Regions from separate parts of the Capra hircus genome. Here all the other regions are linked to region 1. Evidence: chromatin contacts called from public Hi-C data. All regions are on one chromosome and are shown on one strand. Each heading gives the region's core, a stretch centred on a gene start, on an enhancer-like site or on the middle of the called end of the contact. The rest is flanking DNA. Distances are from core to core; before and after follow the strand shown.

Region 1 (3,182 bases), core at 353-2,852:
GCCTGGGAAACCTCATGGACAGGGGAGCCTGGTGGGCTGCAGCCCCCGGGTTGCAGAGTCAGATGCACTGAGCGACTAAGACTTTCACGTTCACTTTACGCTGCCCCTGCTGCAGCGCCTCTTGTTTAAAAGGTTACCCTTCCTCCGCGGAGTTGCTCTTGCACCTTCATGAAAACCTAGGTGTGTCTGTGCGCTTCTCCATCTGGGCTGTCTATTCTATTCCATTGATCTGTGTGCCCCTCTCCAGCACCACAGTCTCAATCCTTGTGCCTACATGAGAAAAGTGGAGTTGCCCCGTCACGTCCGACTCTTTGTGACCCCATGCACTGTAGCCTGTCAGGCTCCTCTGTTCATGGAATTCCAAGAAAGAACCGGAGTGGGGGGCCATTCCCTTCTCCAAGGGGATCGTCCTGATCCAGGGATCAAACTGGGTCTCCTGCGATAGGTTCTTCACCACCTGAGCCAACAGCGAAGTCCTGTAGCTATATCAGTTCAGTTCAGCCGCTCAGTCGTGTCCGACTCTTTGTGACCCCACGAACTGCAGCACACCAGGCCTCCCTGTCCATCACCAACTCCCGGGGCTTGCTCAAACTCAGGTCCATCAGTTCAGTAATACCATCCAACCATCTCATCCTCTGTCGTCCCCTTCTCCTGCCTTCAATCTTTCCCAGCATCGGGGTCTTTTCTAACGAGTCAGCTCTTTGCATCAGGTGGCCAAAGTATTGGAGCTTCAGCTTCAACATCAGTCCTTCCAGTGAACACCCAGGACTGACCTCCTGTGGCTACATAGTGAACCTTCACTGCACAGAGAGGGTCCTTCTCCTTTATTCTTCCTGGGATTGTTCCAGCTGCTCTTCATCCTGTGCCATTTCACAGAAACTTTAGAGTGACTCTGTGCCTGTTTAACAAAAACCTCATTGGGGTTTTGGAAGGAATTTTATTAAACCTTTCTGTCAATTTGGGGAGAAGTCACACCCTCACCATATCACGTTGCTTTCAAACGCTTCCTCCTCAACTTCACAGCAGCACACCCTTCTTGTTGTCTCTCTTTTGCTGCTAATAACTTTTTCCTGTCTCTCAGCTTCATCTTCCTCTGCCTAGACATTAAATATTCAACAAATACTTTCTTTAGGTTCAAGTCACTTGACCCACAGACACGTACTGTCCAAGCAACATGATAAGATCCCCAGCTCTCTGTCACTTTCTGGAGTTGCACAGCGCCCGGGAGCAGAAAAGGCGCTCATTTTCTCTTGCCTCTCCAAGATCCAAGGTAACTTCTTGGTGCCTCGTAGAAAGAATGAAAAGCGTCCTTGCTTGAAAGAGGCAAGAAAGTTCAAGGGGGATGAAGAAAAAGAAGAGGCAAAGATGAGCCATGGAGGACACCTGGTGGTGAAGCCTGTCACCGTCCTGTCAAGGCCGCGTCTTGGACCGCACAGGCCACTAGAGGGCACGACTCAGGCGCAGCTGCCGCGCAGACTTCCCAGTCTTGGGGAAGCTCCACCGGGAGCCGGGCGCCGCCCATCCTGCAGTGCCCCCCGCCGCCGCCTGCCGCCGCTTTTCCTCCGTGGCCCGTGGGAGCCTGCAGACCCGGTGAGAAGCAGCTCCTGCAGGCGCCCTGCTTCAAGACCGAGCCTGGCGCCTGTGGACACAGAGCCCAGAGCCTGCCACGTATTCCCTGACTGTGCCCTCAGGCAGACTGCTTGCCACGCTTCCACGCACCGTCCCCCTGTCCAAAGCGGCAGTTAAACTTATTACAGGGTTTTCATGAGAATAAATAACGGAGGTGAATGTAAGACCAAATAGTGTCCGATAAACAGCATGTGATGCTATTTCTAAACTAATTCGTGTGTGTGTGTGTGTGTGTGTGTGTGTGTGTGTGTGTGTGTGTGTGTGTGTGTGTGGAGTCGTTCAGGGATGTCTGGCTTTTTGTGACCCCATGGACTGTAGCCCACCAAGCTCCTCTGTCCATGGGATTCTCCAGGCAAGAATACTGGAGAGGGTTGCCATTCCCTTCTCTAGTATCAAATATACTACCATCCTTTAGCCACTAGACACTGAGGTTTAGAATCTGCCTTCATTCCACATACTTTCTAGGAGCCCTGGGCATCTCTTGCCTCCTCCTCCCCTTATTCTTAGCCAGTTTATATCACTGGTCCTTGGTTTCTTTCCTGAGACCTCCAGCCCCAAGAGACCAATCCCGCACCACATCCCTTCCCAGGAAACTGGATCTGGCTCCCTGCATCTCTGGCTACAAGATGGACTCTGCCTGGCAAACACGGAGCCATCACGCCTGAATAGGCTGGTGCCCCTCACACAGCAGAATGCAGACAAGCGCTGGAAACAAACAAAAATCAGTGAGAAGATAAATACAGAAAAAAAAACAAACGCTAAGGCAGTTAGTGGTTCTCACCTCGTTGGATAATGTGCAGACCCTTCTAGTTACTGTGAAACCTGTGCATGTAGCCGCATGTGCTGTGGTCACGGGGATTGTGCCCTGCAGGTCCAACATTACAATGTGCGATGTGTGAAGCCTGGCTTATCAGCTGCAACCCCTCCTCTCCCCAAAATATGAAAAACTGAGAGAACGTAAGCGTTAAAATGTAAGGTTTCCCTGGGGGCTCAGACGGTAAAGAATATGCCTGCAATGCAGGAGACCTGGGTTCAACCCCTGGGTCAGGAAGATCCCATGGAGAAGGGAATGGCTACCCACTCTAGTATTCATGCCCAGATAATTCCATGGGCAGAGGAACCTGGTGGGCTAGGGTCCATGGGTCACAAAGAGCTAGACACAGCTAAGCAACTAACACTTTCATTTCTGTATCACTTTCAAGCATTATTTATAACTTACTATCCAATGAGAAAATTCTGTTCAGACTATCTGAAAGAAGGAGTGAACTGTTCGTGTTTCCCCAGGAACACAAATGTGCGCACAGCACTGCCCTTAATCCAATTTAAGTGAAACAATTTAAGCAGAAGGGGAAAGAGGCCATTAGAATGCAAAACTGTATAGAGCGGCACACACGATGCTCACTCCTAGTGTGAGCATAGGCTTCTAACGTGGAAACATCTTCCTTTCTGACTTTATGTTATTATAAATATGATCTAAACAGATATAACTTGGGAAGATAGAAAACAATCACAAATGTTAAAATGTGACTAATAGGAAATTAATATATTTATGT
Region 2 (3,182 bases), core at 501-3,000, 130 kb before region 1:
GCCCTCCTGGCTGAGACCTCTTCCTCTCTCAGGCACAGCCTTGTCAGCCCTGGGGAAGTTGAGAAGCATGAAGCATGTCCCCCTTTCAGCTGTGGTCACCGGCTGCGTGTCCCAGAGTCATCCTAACCTCTCCCTTCCTGTTCTCCAAGCAGCCTTAAAAGGAGGTGAAAGCGGCAACAACGTCCCCAGCAAGGCACATGTGTCCGTCTCTCAGTCGTGTCCGACTCTGGGACCCCATGGGCTGCAGCCCCCCAGGCTCCTCTGTCCATGGGAATCTCCAGGTAAGAAGACTGGAGCAGCTTGCCATGCCCTCCTCCAGGGGATCTTCCCAACCTGGGGATCAAACCCAGGTGCCCACATTGCGAGTGGATTCTTTACCCACTGAGCAACCGGGGACGCCGCTGGCAATGCACACCTCCTGGAAAATGAGCTTGCTTTCAGCCCTGATGGCTTTGTCTTTGACTCCAGTCTACTGACCTGCTTCCTGAGATGTGCCTGCACTTTTCTGAGCCTGAACTTAGGAAGCCAGGAAATGAAGAGACATCCAGAGGAAGCAACAAGTGGGCAGTGAGAGATGCCGTAGGTCACTTTCACTTTGCCAGCAGCCAGGACAATGGGGAAATATATCAGTTCTCCCAAGTTCAAAGTTAATATCGTTATTATCACAAGTTATGGAATGCCTACATTCTATAAACTCTTTCTGTCCTCTCCCTCTAATTTTCCCAACAGCCCTAGAGTGGAACTAGCGTCCCACTCCAGTGCTCTTGCTTGGAAAATCCCATGGATGGAGGAGCCTGGTGGGCTGCAGTCCATGGGGTCACTAACAGTCGGACACGACTGAGCGACTTCACTTTCACTTTTCACTTTCATGCATTGGAGAAGGAAATGGCAACACACTCCAGTGTTCTTGCCTGGAGAATCCCAGGGACAGGAGCCTGGGGGGCTGCCGTCTATGGGGTCGCACAGAGTCAGACACAACTGAAGCGGCTTAGCAGCAGCAGTAGCAGCACCCACATTATTATTGTCTACCTTCCCAGGCGGCTCAGTGGTAAAGAATCTGCCTGCAATGCAGGGGACACAGGTTCAATTCCTGGGTCGGGAAGATCCCCTGGAGAAGGAAATGGCAACCCACTCCAGTACTATTGCCTGGGAAATCCCATGGACAGAGGAGCCTGGGGGGCTACAGTTATGGGGTTGCAAAAGAGTTGGACATGATTTAATGGCTAAACAACAAGCTTCATTTCACTTCAGTTCAGTCACTCAGTCATGTCCTACTCTTTGCGACCCCATGGATTGCAGCACGCCAGCCCTCCCTGTCCATCACCAACTCCCAGAGTTTATTCAAACTCATGTCCATTGAGTCAGTGACGCCATCCAACCATCTCATCCTCTGTCGTCCCCTTCTCCTCCTGCCTTCAACCTTTCCCAGCATCAGGGTCTTTTCAACTGAGTCAGCTCTTCACAGCAGGTGGCCAAAGTTTAGCGGATAAGAAAACTCAGGCTTAAAGGAGTCAGCTGAATGTACCCAAGGAGAAGGGAAATGGACTCTAACTGGGGTATGCATCTCACGTATCTCCACAAGCTCTTTCTCTTATCTGTTACTTCTCCTTTGTGTTATTTCCCAGACCTTGAAATTCAGAAAGAGGAAGGAGACGTATTTTTTCACACATCAATTGTCTGTAAATAGAGCAAATCATTTCTTGTGTAATTGGAAGTACTGCTGTTCTGAAGAAGGGATGGGAAGTGTCAGAAGTGGGAGGGCAGAGGAGCAAGGTCGCTGCAGCAGGAACAGCAGTGGGAGGTTCTGGCTGAGCTCCTCCGGCAGAGCTGCCGCGCCAGCCACAGCACACAGGACTGGGCTGCAGGAGCAGGTAGGCACCGTGGTTTGGGCTTCCCAGGTGGCTTGGATGGTAAAGAATCCGCCTGCAATGCAGGAGACCTGGGTTCCTGGTCGGGAAGCTCCTCTGGAGAAGGGAATGGCAACCCACTCTGTATTCTTGCCTGGGGAGTTCAATGGAGAGATGAGCCTGGAAGGCTGCAGTCCATGGGGTCGCAATGAATTGGACACAACTGAGCAACTAACACTTTCACTTTTTCTTTTGACTTGGATCATGAATTTGCAGGGCGAGGACCGTCCTTTAAGTGGGCAGCCAGGAATAGGATTCTCGTTCTGTCTCTGACCCCCTGCTTGGCTTGCTAAGACTTCCCAGGCTTCTGTTTATTTACTTTCCAAATCAGAGAATGGAGTGAAACGATCCTTAGGTCTCCTTCAAGATGTTGAGGGGATGATTTTCTATAATTCTCTGCATTTCCTGGTGTGTCAGTCTTATACAGAGCGCGCTCTCAATAAACTCTGTGCAGTTAGATTGAACCCTCAGCACCGAGCCCCACTGCTCTGCTCTAATTCTGTAAGAGAGAAAATTGCTCGTTGCAGAGCAGGTGGCCTCCAAGTGGTGACTTGTCTTCAAAGTTGGAGTTTTAGAAGTGTTTTGCAAAGTTGGGAGCTACCATATCTTTATCTCCCCTTGATGAATGTGGAGGGAAAAGGAGCTCTCTCAGACAGTGGAGCTTGGAGACGATGGCACCCTGTCTGGAGCCTTCTTGCAAAGTCATAGGGAATCTTGGTGATACAGAATTCTTCCTAAAAACCAGCCATATGTGTCAAAATTCAGGTGGTGTAGCCTTAAACTCCTTAAAAACACTTCTAAATGTTACTCTCAGAAGGTAATTGAATAGACGTGGCACCACAGAGGGGCAAAGATATTCACTGTGGCATTGCTCATAATGGTAATTGTCCATAATGGGCGTCCCAGGCAGCTCAGCTGGTAAAGAATCGGCCTGCAATGCGGGAGGCCTGGGTTCCAGCCCTGCTTTGGGAAGACCCCCTGGAGCAGGGCATGGCACCCCACTCCAGTGTTCTGGCCTGGAGAATCCCATGGGCAGAGGAGCCTGGCAGGCTGCAGTCCATGGGGTCACAGAGTCAGACACGACTGAGCGGCTAAGCACAGCACAGTGTTGGAGTCTCAGCTTTAGCATCAGTCCTTCCAATGAACATTGAGGACTAGTCGCCCTTAGGATGGACTGGTTGGATCTCCTTGCAGTCCAAGGGCCTCTGAAGAGTCTTCTCCAACACCACAGTTCAAAGCAGCAATTCTTTGGCGCTCAGCCTTCTTTGTAGTCCA
Region 3 (3,182 bases), core at 332-2,831, 65 kb before region 1:
CGCCATAGCAGCGTTTTCAAAGTAGGCAGACCTGATTTAAACAGAGGATGCCGACACAGAATGGATAAAAAACACAGTTCTTCCCTCCCCTTCATCCATGCACTGAGAGAGCAGCTCCTTCTCTGCAGACACTGGAGTACACTTTTCTACCCCTGAATCTGGGTTTTCCATGCCAGTAGTCAACGGGACATCAGCACACATGATTCAGGAGACTTTCGAAAAGCATCTGAGATGCGAGAGTCCACCAACTGCCAGATATGTGACCGCGGGCCTATGTGCTGAGTCGCTTCAGTCGTGTCCGACTCTTCGTGACCCCATGGACTGTAGTCCGCCAGGCTTCTCTGTCCAGAGGGTTCTCCAGGCAAGAGTACTGGAGTGGATTGTCATGCCCTCCTCCAGGGGACCTTGCCAACCCGGGAACTGAACCAGCGTCTCTTTTGTTTCCTGAATTGGCAGGCGGGTTCCTTACCACAAGAGTGACCTGGGAAGCCCAGATATGTGCCGGAAGTCACACTAAATCACCTAGCTATGGCCCCTCCACCAGCTAACCACAGACGCATGAGAAAGCTGGACAGAGGAGAGCTGAGCTAGACCAGCCAGTAGACTCACCCAACAGAACCCAAAGCACTGTGAGCAATAGCAAATGGTGGCTGTTTGAAGCCACTGAGTCTTAAAGTGGTTTGTTCACAGCTAAGCTAATAAAGGTCCGTCTAGTCAAGGCTATGGTTTTTCCAGTAGTCATTACAGATGCAAGAGTTGGGCCATAAAGAGAGCTGAGTGCGGAAGAACTGATGCTTTTGAACTGTGGTGTTGGAGAAGACTCTTGAGAGTCCTTTGGACTGCAAAGAGATCAAAGCAGTCAATCCTAAAGGAAATCAACCTTGACTATTCATTGGAAGGACTGATGTTGAAGCTGAAACTCCAATACTTTGGCCACCTGATTGGAAGAACTGACTCACTGGAAAAGACCCTGATGCTGGTAAAGATTGAAGGCGGGAGGAGAAGGGGATGACAGAGGATGAGATGGTTGGATGGCATCACTGACTTGCTGGACATGAGTTTGAGCAGGTCTGGGAGTTGGTGATAGACAAGGAAGCCTGGTGTGTTGCAGTCTATGGGGTCCCAAAGAGTCAGACGCAACTGAGCAACTGAACTGAACTGAGCTGAAGCTAATAAACTCAGCTGGCGAAAAACAAAAGTGACAGGCTAAATAGATACATCTGCTTCAAGACGTAGCTAATTAATTCTGTGGCCTGAGAGGTTTTGTTTTCTACCTGTTTGAAGACAGAGAACTAGAATACATGTCCATAAAACTCATTTATTTGAGAATTGAAATGTCTTTATAGACCATTTAGTCCAACCTAATAGGTGCACAGATAAGGAGGCTGAAACCAAGAGGGGGCTATGACTTGCCCAAGATCACAGTGAGTTCCTGACTGAATCAGGTCTACTGGGCAGATCTCTGAACCCCAGACCTGGGCCTTTTACTCACTAACCTTCTGGAGATCTTGACCAGTCCTGAGATTCCATGACTATGACTCAGCGGTTCTGTAATTCCAAGGCAAAGCACAACAATGGCGGTGCTTCCGACGGCCTTGTACAGAAGAGCATGACCTAGGCTGAAGTATCAGCTAAACCATCTTTAGGTTTCACTTCAGAACCTCAGCTACGCCATCATGAGCTCAAGAGCTGCACACAGTCCTGTGTTCCTGGTCTTTCCTCCAGACATCACTATGCCCGAATTTCAGTCAGCGGATGCCACAGGCTCAACCTACGACTCGAGCATGCCCTTTCCAAAATTGCTCGCTACAAGAATGAAAGTCTTAGGGGTGAGTAAGATTTCCCCCATGTAAATTCCACACAGGGTATGTTAGAGGCTTAATGTTTGTTAGCCCCCAAATTTATATCTGAAATCCTAATCTTAATGTGATGGTATTTGGAGACGGGATTTTCGGGAGGTCGTTTCGTTAGTTTCCACTGGTGGAGCCTGCATGAATGGGGGATTAGAGCCCTTGGAAGGGGAGGCCAGAAAGCCAGAAAGCCAGCTAGCCAGCAGCACTCTGCGACCTGGCAGAGGACCTCCTTCAGAACCCAACCAGGCCGGGAATCAGAGCTCAGACTTTGGGTCTTCAGAACTATGAGGAATAAATTTCTGCTGTTTGTAAGCCACTCAGTCTATGGTACAGAAGCCTGAACTAAGACAGTGGGTAAGAAGAGAAGGGGGAAATATATATATATATATATATATATATATATATACATACATACATACAGTAGAACGATGTTTATTAAATCTGTTTTACTGAAGTGTAGTTTATTTACAAAGTTGTGCTAATTTCTGCTGTGCAGCAGTGATTCAGCCATATATACATTCTTTTCCGTACCCTCTTCTAGTATGATTTATCACAGGGTACTGAATACAGTTTCCTATGCTACAGAGTAGGACCTTGTTGTCTATTCATAATAGTTTGCACCTGCGACCCTAAACTCCCAGTCCAACCCTGCCCCCGCCTCCCCTCCCCTCTGGAAACCACAGGTCTGTTCCCTAGGTCTCTGAGTGTTTCTGTTTCATTGATAAGTTCATGTAAGTCATATTGTAGATTCCGCATCTAAATGATATCGTATGGTATTTGTCTTTCTCTTTCTGACTTACTTCTCTCAGTGATAATCTCTAGGCCCATCAGCGTTGCTGCAAATGAGACTGTTTCATTCCATTTATAGCTAAAGGACATTCCACTGTGCATAGAAACCACGGTGGTGGTGGTTTAGTCGCTCAGTCATGTTCGACTCTTGAGACCCCAAGGATGGTAGCCCCCCAGGCTCCTCTGTCCATAGGATTCTCCAGGCAAGAATACTGGAGTGGGTTGCCATTTCCTTCTCCAGGGGATCTTCCTGACCCAGGGACTGAACCCGGGTCTCCTGCATTGCAGGCAAATTCTTTACCAACTGAGCTATAAGAGAAGACCTAAATCTTCTCTATTTATCTGTTGGTAAAACATTTGGGTTGCTTCTATGTCTTGCCTACTGAAAGCAGTGCCACTATGAACATTGCAAGGGCTTTCCTCGCATCTCAGCTGGTAAAGAATCTGCCTGCAATGCAGGAGATCCCGGTTCGATTCCTGAGTTGGGAAGATCCCCTGGAGAAGGGATAGGCGACCCATTCCAGTATTCTTGGGCTTCCC

Evidence for each region. A called contact is a pair of places that touch in the nucleus more often than the background predicts.
Region 2: a contact with region 1 is called in a Hi-C map of blood, with 3 times the contacts expected there. The contact joins the promoter of LOC102171899 here to the enhancer-like site in region 1. A contact is called at or near these places in 2 of 5 Hi-C or Micro-C datasets (both in blood).
Region 3: a contact with region 1 is called in a Hi-C map of blood, with 5 times the contacts expected there. The contact joins the promoter of LOC102178292 here to the enhancer-like site in region 1. A contact is called at or near these places in 3 of 5 Hi-C or Micro-C datasets (all in blood).

The regions. Positions count from the first base shown.
Region 1 is chr15:214,886-218,067 of ARS1.2, reverse strand. No RefSeq gene overlaps it. Among named protein-coding and RNA genes, the nearest start is that of MS4A13, 33 kb to the right of the region's middle. Within about 2 kb of position 1,602, at least 1 of the 5 cell types and tissues checked has an H3K27ac peak or open chromatin away from gene starts, as enhancers often do.
Region 2 is chr15:340,331-343,512 of ARS1.2, reverse strand. It overlaps LOC102171899 (membrane-spanning 4-domains subfamily A member 7), which reads left to right and starts at 1,750. Exons shown (of 5, transcript XM_013969988.2): 1 at 1,750-1,871.
Region 3 is chr15:280,361-283,542 of ARS1.2, reverse strand. LOC102178292 (membrane-spanning 4-domains subfamily A member 5) reads left to right here and starts at 1,581. Exons shown (of 5, transcript XM_018058937.1): 1 at 1,581-1,829. The coding sequence starts at 1,677.